Regions from separate parts of the Mus musculus genome. Here regions 1 and 2 are each linked to region 3. The links are chromatin contacts, called in public HiChIP or PLAC-seq and promoter capture Hi-C maps. All regions are on one chromosome and are shown on one strand. The core of a region is the stretch at or near the end of the contact, and the rest is flanking DNA. Distances in the headings are between cores, read along the strand shown. Region 1 holds the start of Ttc33 (tetratricopeptide repeat domain 33). Region 2 holds the start of Prkaa1 (protein kinase, AMP-activated, alpha 1 catalytic subunit). Region 3 holds the start of 5430437J10Rik (RIKEN cDNA 5430437J10 gene).

Region 1 (3,535 bases), core at 871-3,370, 310 kb after region 3:
GGAGGTAAAATGAAAGTATGGCTACTATGGATCACAAATCCAGAGGCATAGAGTGAAGACAGTCTAGGAAAATGGATGCTCAGAATGCCTTCAAAGGATACTAGGATACAAGAGGAGGAGGAAGAAGAGGAAAGAAGAGGTGGCAGCTCTCTTGTACTTATGTCCCTAAAGGCAGTGAGAATGTGGGACTTGCATTCTACATGACTAACGTGAGGCATCAGACAGTGTAGCAGATCTATTAAAAACAGAAAACCTGTTTTGCTTACTGAAGGCAAGTTCATTTTAAATCACTGGAAACATCTGCCAGTCATGGTGAAAGGATGAGCTGAGAACAATGAGAAAACGAAAGTCAACAAACCACTGAGATCCCCACCTCCCAAGCTAAGGGGGGGGGGGGGGGGCGCTAAGTGCTGAGGGCACATAAGGAAGGGTTAAGTCTCAGAGGGTAGCTCTCTGCCTCACACGGCTGCCCTCTGAAGCTTGTGTCCTTGTCCTCCACATTTCTAAAGTTTCTGAGCAGAGTCCAAACAAAACTAGGGATTTCATGTTCCCAAATTTCACATTAGTAGGAAAAGTAGGTTATAGCCATCTACTCAATATAAAGGAAAAAAATAAATAAATGTATGCATCTGAGAAAGATGAAAAAAAAAATCTAACAAGTCCTTGTGGAGATTAGAAACGACTTAATAATGAAGAAACAGCAAGCGGTATCAAGGGCCTACTAAAGTGAAAAAGCAGGAATGTGTTACCAGTTTATAATACCAAGTTTATATTTTCTCCCAAACTGCCTGTGGACAAGGAGACTGAACTCAATTACAATACCGGTAAGTGCTATCAAGCGTGATCCAATGACCTGTCAGACAAACGCACACTAGTGTCTGCATGAAAGTGAGCTTTAGAGAATAGAAGCTGGCCAGGCTTAAAAGAGGGAAGACTCCTGGCATGTGTGAACATCTTCCCCAAGGAAAATGTAATGCTCTGATCTGATCCGGGATCTGAAATGCTACTGGGGAGAAAATACAGACAATAGTCAATTAATGATTCGGGACTCCCCTTCTCGGTGATTAAAATGTCCTAACATCAATTGGTATAATGGCACGATTTTGTGAACAGCAATAACGGTTACTGAGTCATAGACTCTATTAGGAGGAGTTGTATAACACGCCACTTACATCTCAACTAAACTGTTTTCATCTTACGCTATGAGCTTCTTGTGCCTCTAGGCTGTGCTTGTAATTAGTACTCACTAAAAACCGCGTACAGAAGGAGCTTTGCTTGATCTGTACCTGGATGGATAAGGCACCAAGCTTCTTTCCAACCCGATAACAGATCAAGTGGGTAAATCACAACTGTAAAGGTTTCGTGCTAACTCTCATCTGGAGTTAAAAGTCTACGTGCTCTACAGAACGATGAGTGGCATTAAGATTCTAAACATGTACGATGCTCTCCACCGCAACCGCTCGACTTGACCCTTTACCGGGCCATAAATAAGCTGGGTGCTTGCCACAGAGTTAAAAACGTCCTCCTGAACTGACTGCGTGAGAGGATGCGGCCACCCAAGATGGAAAAACACCGGCCGGAGGTAGAGAATCACAACAACCACCCTCCGAACAGGAGAGATGAATCCGCAGGTGAAGAACGAGAGAAACGGATTCCCTTAAAATGCTACCCGAGGAGAACACAGGATTCAAAACTGGCCCCTGCCTCGGCTGCAATAAAAATGAGCTCCGGCCATAGCAGCTCCTCGGGCGGCCGGGCCGGCACCCAGAACCCTGCCACCGCGCCCCGCGCCCCGTGCCCAGGTCGGAGGCACGCCCCAGGGCTCTGTGGACCTCACCGGGCCACCCTCGGCCCTCCCTCCCGCACGCAGCAACCCTCAGCCCTGTCTACCGCCTACCCGCAGCCAGTTACCTGAAAACACTCTGTGGTGCCGTGTTTACATTCCACGTGCCCTTTGGCACCGGAAACGGAAACTATTCTGCCGGGATTCTAATCTGCCTTGCCTGCCTGTGCTTCCCGATTCTTTATTTTAAAAAAAAAGCATGAAATCATCCTGGGACGTTCTAAAGTCCAGCAAGGCGGACAGAAGAAAAGAAGACTTTCTTACCCGCCAGCGCCCTTCTGCAGGACCACTAATCCCAGAAGTCACTGCGGCGCCCTAGGGACTATGGGATTTGTAATAAAGACACCAGACGAAGCGCCCTCTAACTGCAGCCGGGAATGGACTCCCGTGTTTGAGGTTGTGCTTTGCAATACACACAGTCCTCAGGTAAATAAATGGCTTACCGCCTAGTCTGACCGGCCTAGCCGCTGAAGGGTCTGTGAGATGCAGAAGGGGGGGGGGGGGGGGGGGGGCGGAGACTGAGCTGAAATAAGTGCAAAGGGTGCTGGCTTGTTTGTGTCAACTTGACACAAACATATACTTAGCTATAAAACAGGGAATCTTAACTGAGAAAATGCCTGTAGGGAAATCTATGCGGGCATTGTCTTGATGAATGATTGATGTGGGAGGACCCAACCCATTACAGGCAGTGCCACACCCTTGGCAGGTGGTCTGGCCCAAGGGGAAGCTAACTGAACAAGCCTTAAAAAGGACCAATTACTGCCCTGCTTGAGTTTCTACCTTGATTTCCTTCTATAATGTGAAACTAGACGCTGATATAACCCCTTTCCGCCCCGAGATGACTTTGGTCATGGTGTTTTATCCCAGCAACAGAAACCTTAAGTAAGAGCCGATCAGGGAGGATTGGGCTGAACTGCAAGCTTCCTGTGAGAATCCACAGCAGAGCCTGAAAGTAGCACCTGTCACTTCTTACAAGTAAATTAGCAGGCTGATGTTAACAATGGGGCACACTGAGGGAATTGAAAACTCCTTAAGTTTATCCACATAGCTGTGCTACACAAAGCCAAGATCGATTTATGGAGACCACGCTTTTTCAACGCGCCACCGCATGTCTTACTGGCTAGTTATTTGTTGAGGTAAACTGATAAGTTATTTCTCCACTGGTAAAATGAGCCAATTCAAGCCAGATTAAAATATATACAACTGCAGGTTTATTAAGAAGCTGCTCTCGGGCAGGTGAGTTCACTGGCCCCAAGGAAGGAGGCCAGAAAAGGGAGAGAAGAGGAAGAGAAAGAGAGCCCTCAGGCTAAGACAAGGGGGCAGGGGAGATGGGGAGGGAGAAAACAAAATGGATTATATAGCAAAGATCCTCTGGGGGAAGGGAGTCCAGGCCCTGTGCTGAAAATTCAGGATTGGGGGCCAGTTATACTAGGGACTGAGGGATGCTGGGAGAACCAGGAGGCCAGGTCTGCTTTGGTATGTAAAATATACACCTAAGTTGTTTGTTCCTGGGTCTGAAACCAAACAGAAACATGGTAGGATTCTGAGATACCATTAGTAATACTCCCCTCCCCACCTCCCACCCCCATCCCCATCCCCACCCCCCCCACACACACATACATTACCAAAAGGACTACTAACTTCTTTCTCTCCAAAATGTCAAATAGTCCCTGAAGGGACACTCTTACCCAA
Region 2 (3,544 bases), core at 469-2,968, 350 kb after region 3:
GATGCCACATTCATTCCAAGCAGGGCCTTCGGAAGGAGCCTTCTGAGTTCAAGTCTGCCTTATCACTTCCATCAGAGCCTTAATTAGCACTTCTTACCACCTCTAATGGCAAACAAGGATGCCTAGCTAAAGGTAAACAAAACACTGGAAGAGCTAGCTGCCTGTTAATGCCAACTACTTAGGAAGCTGAAGCACGAAGAATAACAAGTTCAAAGCCAGCCTGGACAGCATTGTAACACTCTCTCGAAATAAATAAATGCATGCATGCATAAAAAGAGACAAAGCAAAACCCTGAGAGTGTTCACGAACACTGGCTGAACCATGATCAGTGCTAGGCCCTAGACCACACCTACTCCTCCTTCACACTGTCTGGCTTGCTGATTTTCCTAGGTAGGTTTAGGCATTTGCTCCCCTGAGGGTAACACAGCAACTTTCCGTTTAGGACTGGGAAAGGGCAAGAGAAGGAAGGGCTCTTTCTGCCCTCCTGGGAGAACGGAGCTCAGTTAGCTTGCTGTGTAATTTGACAAACTTTTTCACTTCAATCAAATATCTACTAAGGAGCTTACTATATATGCAGGCCATAGTCTATTATTTCTCCAAAACCAATGTATGAATTATTTCTTATCAGCTCCAAACTTCCTTCCTCTAAATACTTAATAGCAGGCTTAAATATTTTAAAGGGGAAAAAAGTCCACCTCACAAAGGTTGTAATCAGAATTTTCCTTGTCACAGGTGGTGGGCTAGAGTAGTTAGTTGAAGACAGAATGCTTGTGCTTTTGCTAAGGCGGTAACAGGGGATTCTACCAAAACGAACAAAAAGTCCAAATGATGTGCACTGAATTACTAAAATATAAATATACTGTGAGAATAAACGGAAACTATACCTATAAGCTAATAAATACCATCTGGAGTTAACATATGCCCTACCTACCAGGTATAGCTCTCGGAAACCGCAAAACTTCCGAAAACGGAATCACTTAAAAGCAGCATCTGCATCCAACTGTAAACCACGCATAGGAAACACCGCGCCAGTTCACAGGCATATGCATCAAAAGTCCTGACGGAGATCAATAGTCCTAACAAGGGCATTACTATTTCTGAAAGGTATCTCCACAGCTACCTTGCTTTTGGAAGAACACATTTCGATTCAGGAAACCGAAGAAGCACTTTAGTCCACAACCTCCTAAAAGCGAGGCAGCGACAACTCCGAGGACCGCCAGGGCGCGATGGGCTGGCTCTGCGCCAAGGGCACACAGGGGATCAGAAGACCACAAGAGACCCCCTCGTCCGCGCCGGGCGCCCCCGCGCGCTCAGTGCCCAACTCCCTCGCCTGGGAAAGTTGCACCCAGAGCCATCCCCGCCCCTCCGGCGCCGCGCCGTCGCCATGGCGACCGCCCCCACCCCACCGCGGCGGACCCCACAGCTCTGCAGCCCGCGGCAGCCTCGGGCTCCGCTCCCAGCGCCGCCCGGACCGGGGATACGGAGCCCAGACACCCGGAAGGCGGGCGCGGGGGAGGATGCGGAGTGCGAAAGGCGCAGTCGCTCGCCGTTCGCCGGGTCCGCGCTGGCCCGGGCGTCCTCACCCTTCACTTTCCCGAAGGTGCCGACACCAAGCGTGTCCCCCAGGATGTAGTGGCCGATCTTCACCCGCCCGTCGTGCTTCTGCTTCTCGGCCGTCGCCATCTTTCTCCAGGAACTGAGTCTGCGCATGGCGCCGCGGGAGGGGGCGGAGGGGGCGGGCAGGGCCGCGCCGGGGGCGGGCGGGCGCCGAGGGGGTGGGGACGCGGGTGCGCCGCGGTGGGGCGCAGTCGCCGGCCACCGCCCGCGCAGGCCCCGCAGTCCCCGCAGCCGGCCGCCGAGCGCACTCGCTCCCCCTGGCGGGCTAGGCGGCGGGAGCGGCGCCGGTACTCGCCTCGGCGCCCCGCATCCCTCTGCGCGCGCCCGCGCTTCTGCGCGCGGGAGGGCTTCCCCCGCCGCGGAGCCGACCGCGGCCACCCGAGGGTCTGTGGGTGCGGTACAGCACCCCACCCCCGTAATTCCCAGGAGGACGATGCTTGCTTACACGTTGCCCGGGGATAGCGCGGCGTGCTTTGAAACAAGACAGGGGACACCGCCCTACCACTGACTTGAAATCTTGATTTTCATCTCATCTCGGTGTCATCTGGAAGCCAAGGGTGTTTTCACTTGCACTTTTAATACTTACCACTGCTTTAAACAAAAAAAAACTCTGAGCCAGTAAATTACTATGGGACACCGCACATCCTGGAGAGACTTCCTAGGAAATTTGCTACCGTCAAATTTCCCCTGTGGAATGTGTGTGAGCTATGTGAATTCCAGAAAGAGGTGTTATCCCGAACTTATCGTGTTTAGAAACTAATATTTTTACATTTTCAATAAAATGTACATTTTCAGTCCACTTGAAAAAGTGTGTTGTTTGTATAAATGGAGCCATATCCAGTCACCAAAGAAGTGTGTTTATTTGTAACAGGATTTTGAAGTGAATCTGTTACTCAGTTCTAACAATAGGTAAAAATATATATGTCATCCTTCGATTTTGCAATTTGAATCTCTATCAATGTCGATGGAGAAAAAGGATGGAGTTTTGTTTTTGTGGTTTTTTTTTTTTTTTTTTTTTTTTTTTTGGAGACGAAAAATGTCATTTTTCTTTGGGATGAAAATTACCAACACTCCTAGTTTTCCCATATTCTGGCTTATGACATCAAAGCAATGTAACATCAAACGCTTTTGTTCCAAGAAAAAGTATTCAGGGGGAAGAAAGCTGCTTTAAGGTTTGAGCAATAGTTCTCAACCTTCTTAATGCTATGACCCTTAATACAGTTCCCCATGTTGTGGTGACCCGTCTCCCATCATAAAGGTATTTTCAATGCTATTTCATAGCTTTTTTTTTTTTTTGCTACTTTTATGAATCGCAATGTAAATATCATTGTTTCCTGATGATCTAAGGGGGTTGATCCCGTAGTGGGTCGTGACCCACGGGTTGAGAAACACCTGCTTCTCCGCCAAGAACAATAACTGGGAGCAATCTTCGTTAATCAACTCTCTATTTTACAAGGATTACTATAAGGCAGAAATAGCTCTGGATTCTCTCAAGGAGGGGGAAACCCTTTCAATTCTCCCACCCCTTGATCTGGCATTTTAAGTTACTTCACATTTGCCCAGGAAGGTTCTACTGTTTCTTTTAATCTACAAGAAATCAGTGGTCTCAGGCTGTAGCTCGTTTGGTTGAGTGCTGGCCTGGCGTGCTGGGTTAGATCCTCAGTAGCCTATAAAAGTGAGAATGATGACTCATGCCTGCCATCCCAGCACTCTGGGGATTATCGCTAGGGAGATCACATGTTCAAGGCCATCCTCTCCACCTAGGGACACTAAGGCTGATTTGAACTACCTGAGATTCTCAAAACTAACATGAACTAAAGTGGGATAAATGACTCGACAGTTACAGGCACACACTGTCAAGCCTGAAGACCTGAATTTGAACCCCAGGACCCCCATGGCCGAAGGTGAAAGTGAACTCCCAGAAGTT
Region 3 (3,507 bases), core at 319-2,818:
CCAGAAGCTGGAAACAATCCAGATGTCCCTTAATGGAAAAATGGATACAGAGAGTGTGGTTCATTTACACAATGGAATACTAATCAGCTATTAAAAACAAGACCATCAAGAATTTTTCAGGCAAGTGGATGGAACTAGAAAATATCATCCTGACTGAGGTAACCCAGACCCAAAAATATATGCATGGTATGTACTCACTACTAAGTGGATATTAGCCATAAAAAACAGGATACTCATGATACACCCACAGACCCAAAGAAGTTAAACAAGAAGACCCAAGTGAGGATGCTTGTATCCCACTTAGAAGGGAAACATAATAGTAAAGGGAGGCAAGGGGAGGGAGGAAAGTGGATGGGAGAGAGGAGCATGAGGGAAACAGGAGGACAGGATCAGGTGTGGCCAGAGACAAGAGTAAGGCCCAGAAGACCAGGATAATAAATGGAAATCTGCAGCTGCCAGAGATGGGGGGAGTGGATTTCTAGGCTGTCCCTGAGAACTGAGATAGGGGAGGCTCCCAGGAGTCAATGAGGGTAACCTAGTGGAGATGCCTATCAGTGGGGACATGGACCTGAAGACACTACCTCCTGTAGTCAGGAAGGACCCCAGTGGAGGGCTAAGGACACCAACCCACCCACAAAACTTTCAACCCAAAATGTGTCCTGTCTAAGAGAAATGCAGGGCCAAATGGAGCAGAGAATGAAGGAATGACCAACCAATAGCTGGTCCAACTTGAGACCCATCCCTTAGGCAAGCACCAATTCCTGACACTATTAATGATTCTCTGTTAAGCTTACAGACAGAAGCCTAGCATGACTGTCCTCTGAGAAGCTCCACCCAGCAGCTGACCAAAAAGATGCAGATAACCACTTCCAGGACCCTTATGGGATTGAAGGCCCTGAAGGGGATAGGAACCCTACTGAAAGACTAACTGTGTCAAAAATCCTGGACCCCTGGGAGCTCTCAGAGGCTGAGCCACCAAGCAAACACCATACCTGGGCTGGACCAAGGACCCCGGCACATATGTAGCAGAGGGCTGCTGCATACCTTGTCCTGTGTCAGTGGGAGAGGACAGGAGGAACTCCATGAAGGGAAGACCAGTAGGAGGGGCAGCAGCATTTGGGGTGTAAATAAATAAATAAATTTTTAAAAATTAACTGTAACTTACCCATTAAATCCCAGATGAAGTAGCTTGAAAAATAAAAACAAAATACCATGCTTTGCATTCTGTGTTGACTCTTCCTTCTTCTAGTGGCTGCCGCCTTAAGTAGGTTATCATGAATCTACCCCACAGTAGACAAGTTCCTGGAGCACCACTGCTCAGCCTCTATAGTGAATTCTTTCTTGTCTAAATATAGGGTTATATGACAGAGATTACACTAGAGAGAGAACAAAATCTTCAAACTTATGTATTAGACTCCCTGATTGGGTAGCCTACCATCTTTATCTGCATGAATCACTGCTCTAGGTTGGTCCTTCCCCATAGCTTTCATAAGTATCTGCAGCTCTAATTCCTCATACAAATTACCTTACCTCCCCTGATCCTCTGATCCAGTCCCTGATCCAGCTTCTAACACCTCCGTCCTAGAGATGTAAAAGCCATCTTCATCCCACCCTTTTCTAGCTACAATAGGAGGTGCTGTGGATTGGCAGCTCATGGCTTCCTATCCCAACTGGCTAGTCTCTCAATGAGAGGCCTTTTACATCCTGAGTTCTCTCTTCCCTTTTCTTTTTTTTTTTTTTTTCTGAGGGTGGAGAGTGGTCACATAGCTAGGCTCAATTCCTCAATTCTCACAAACCACTACCAATGTGGCTACAAGTACCTACATTCCTCAGTATTAAAAAAATAAATGCTAAAGAAACACTAAATTCCTTCACCTGCGGGATACAAAGAGCAGCTGTGAGCAGAGATGCTGGTGCTCACCAGATTGCAATCACTGCCACAGGAAAGTTGTGCATGCAGTATCATGGGACCAAAGCTCAGTGCCATGAACTACAACCCTCGAAAGCTTAAATATGCCTACCTCACAGGTGTAACCATGTTCACAGATGTAACCGGCTTCATCATGTAGAAGCACACTGCTCAAATACCTCTTGGGACAGAAAAGAATTTATGCAAGTTCTCACTCCCACCCAACTGGGGCCTCAGCCTTGTGAAAAAGCACCATGAACCTGGTCTTGGCATTTTTCTAAATACGTTTCCATTTTGAAATGATTTTTTAAAAAGCAGGAAGTAGCACTTTCACTTCTGCAGTGGGATTCCCTCCATGTCTCCCTAAAGACATAACATCACTGTGTTCCCTTTAAACGTCTCAGATTGGGCCAGTTTCTTACACAGATAACACATCGCTCCTGGCTAGGATCCACGAAATTTCATGTCGCCCACCTCACTTTTATTACTTAATAATTATCTTGGCAGACACCGATTCAACAGTCCTTGGAATGCTGGTGGGAAAGATCCATCACACTTAGTATTTCTCAAGAGGAAATTTGTCTAGTGGTTAAACTCAAGAATGACTCATAGAGATGCCAATTCAAACCCAGGCTGTGATTCACTCTGTGACCCTTGCCCTACGCTCTCCACCCTGGGTTTCTCAATATGTTGAGCTGCACATCTCCATTTGCTACCATAAATAATGAGCTATACTTAGAGATTATTTGCAAACTGACTAACATTGGGAGACCTAATATGTCCAAGGTAATGTGTCACCAACGTGAAAGCATAAGTCGATATTCATAAGAAGTCATTTTCTCAAGGTTAATCATGGACTGAAGAAAGAATGTGATCAAAGCCTTTGAGGACCAAGTCCTTCCAGTCATCTTTGCTCCTGACTTTCAGAGATGCATACACTGAAGCCCAGCCAGCTAAGCTTCCTACACAAAGCTTTGCTGTGCCCAAGTCTACACTACATGCTAGAAATGGAATACAGGCTACTCACAGGAACCACAGGTATAGTTTTCAATTTTCTAGTAAGGACAGGTTTTTTTTTTTTCATAGATTAAGATTAATTTCAGTAATACATTTTAACTTAACATGTTCAAAATACTCATCATTTCAGTATCTAATCAATGTTAGACTATTAATGAGCACCTTTTTTCTGCTGTTTTTTCCCCATATGCAGTCATCAGAACATGGTGAGCATCTTACACTTTGAGTATGTCACAGTCTATACTAGCCACAAACCAAGTGCTCCCATAGTCCCAATAGACTATTAGCCACCTTAGTTGGCATCCTAGGTCTGCCCAGCTGCTAGGATTTCAGTCTCTTGGTACTAGTCAACATAAACTAGTGTGCAAAACTGAAGACCACAGAACGTTTGGAGCCTATTACAGCCCTATCACTGTTCTTAAACTCTCTCTGATCCTTTTCTGAAGACCACATTCTTCCCTGTAATGTCTTTAGCCTTTCTGTTATATTCTGGGCCTTGGCTCTGATTAAATCTTTGAAATTTTCTTTTTCTGTTTACATAGGTTCTCTAAGTATGTCTGGGGAAATTATCAGTAGGGATT

What was found. Promoter capture Hi-C pulls out the DNA fragments that hold promoters and counts their contacts. HiChIP or PLAC-seq counts read pairs in DNA pulled down with a chosen protein or histone mark.
Region 1: a contact with region 3 is called in a promoter capture Hi-C map of stem cell-derived epiblast-like cells, with 3 times the contacts expected there. The contact joins the promoter of Ttc33 here to the promoter of 5430437J10Rik in region 3. A contact is called at or near these places in 5 of 39 promoter capture datasets (the 3T3-L1 cell line, hematopoietic stem and progenitor cells, liver and 2 more), 1 of 484 Hi-C or Micro-C datasets (pancreatic cancer cells), 2 of 115 datasets of contacts at active chromatin or transcription factors (bone marrow-derived macrophages and pancreatic cancer cells) and 2 of 9 other capture datasets (adipose tissue and liver).
Region 2: an HNF4G HiChIP or PLAC-seq map of pancreatic cancer cells shows a contact between it and region 3. The contact joins the promoter of Prkaa1 here to the promoter of 5430437J10Rik in region 3. A contact is called at or near these places in 1 of 39 promoter capture datasets (pre-B cells) and 1 of 115 datasets of contacts at active chromatin or transcription factors (pancreatic cancer cells).

The regions. Positions count from the first base shown.
Region 1 is chr15:5,184,145-5,187,679 of GRCm38.p6, reverse strand. It overlaps Ttc33 (tetratricopeptide repeat domain 33), which reads right to left and starts at 2,120. Exons shown (of 5, transcript NM_026213.3): 1 at 1,912-2,120.
Region 2 is chr15:5,142,035-5,145,578 of GRCm38.p6, reverse strand. Prkaa1 (protein kinase, AMP-activated, alpha 1 catalytic subunit) reads right to left here and starts at 1,718. Exons shown (of 9, transcript NM_001013367.3): 1 at 1,584-1,718. The coding sequence starts at 1,710.
Region 3 is chr15:5,494,379-5,497,885 of GRCm38.p6, reverse strand. It overlaps 5430437J10Rik (RIKEN cDNA 5430437J10 gene), which reads right to left and starts at 1,568. Exons shown (of 5, transcript NR_045274.2): 1 at 1,531-1,568.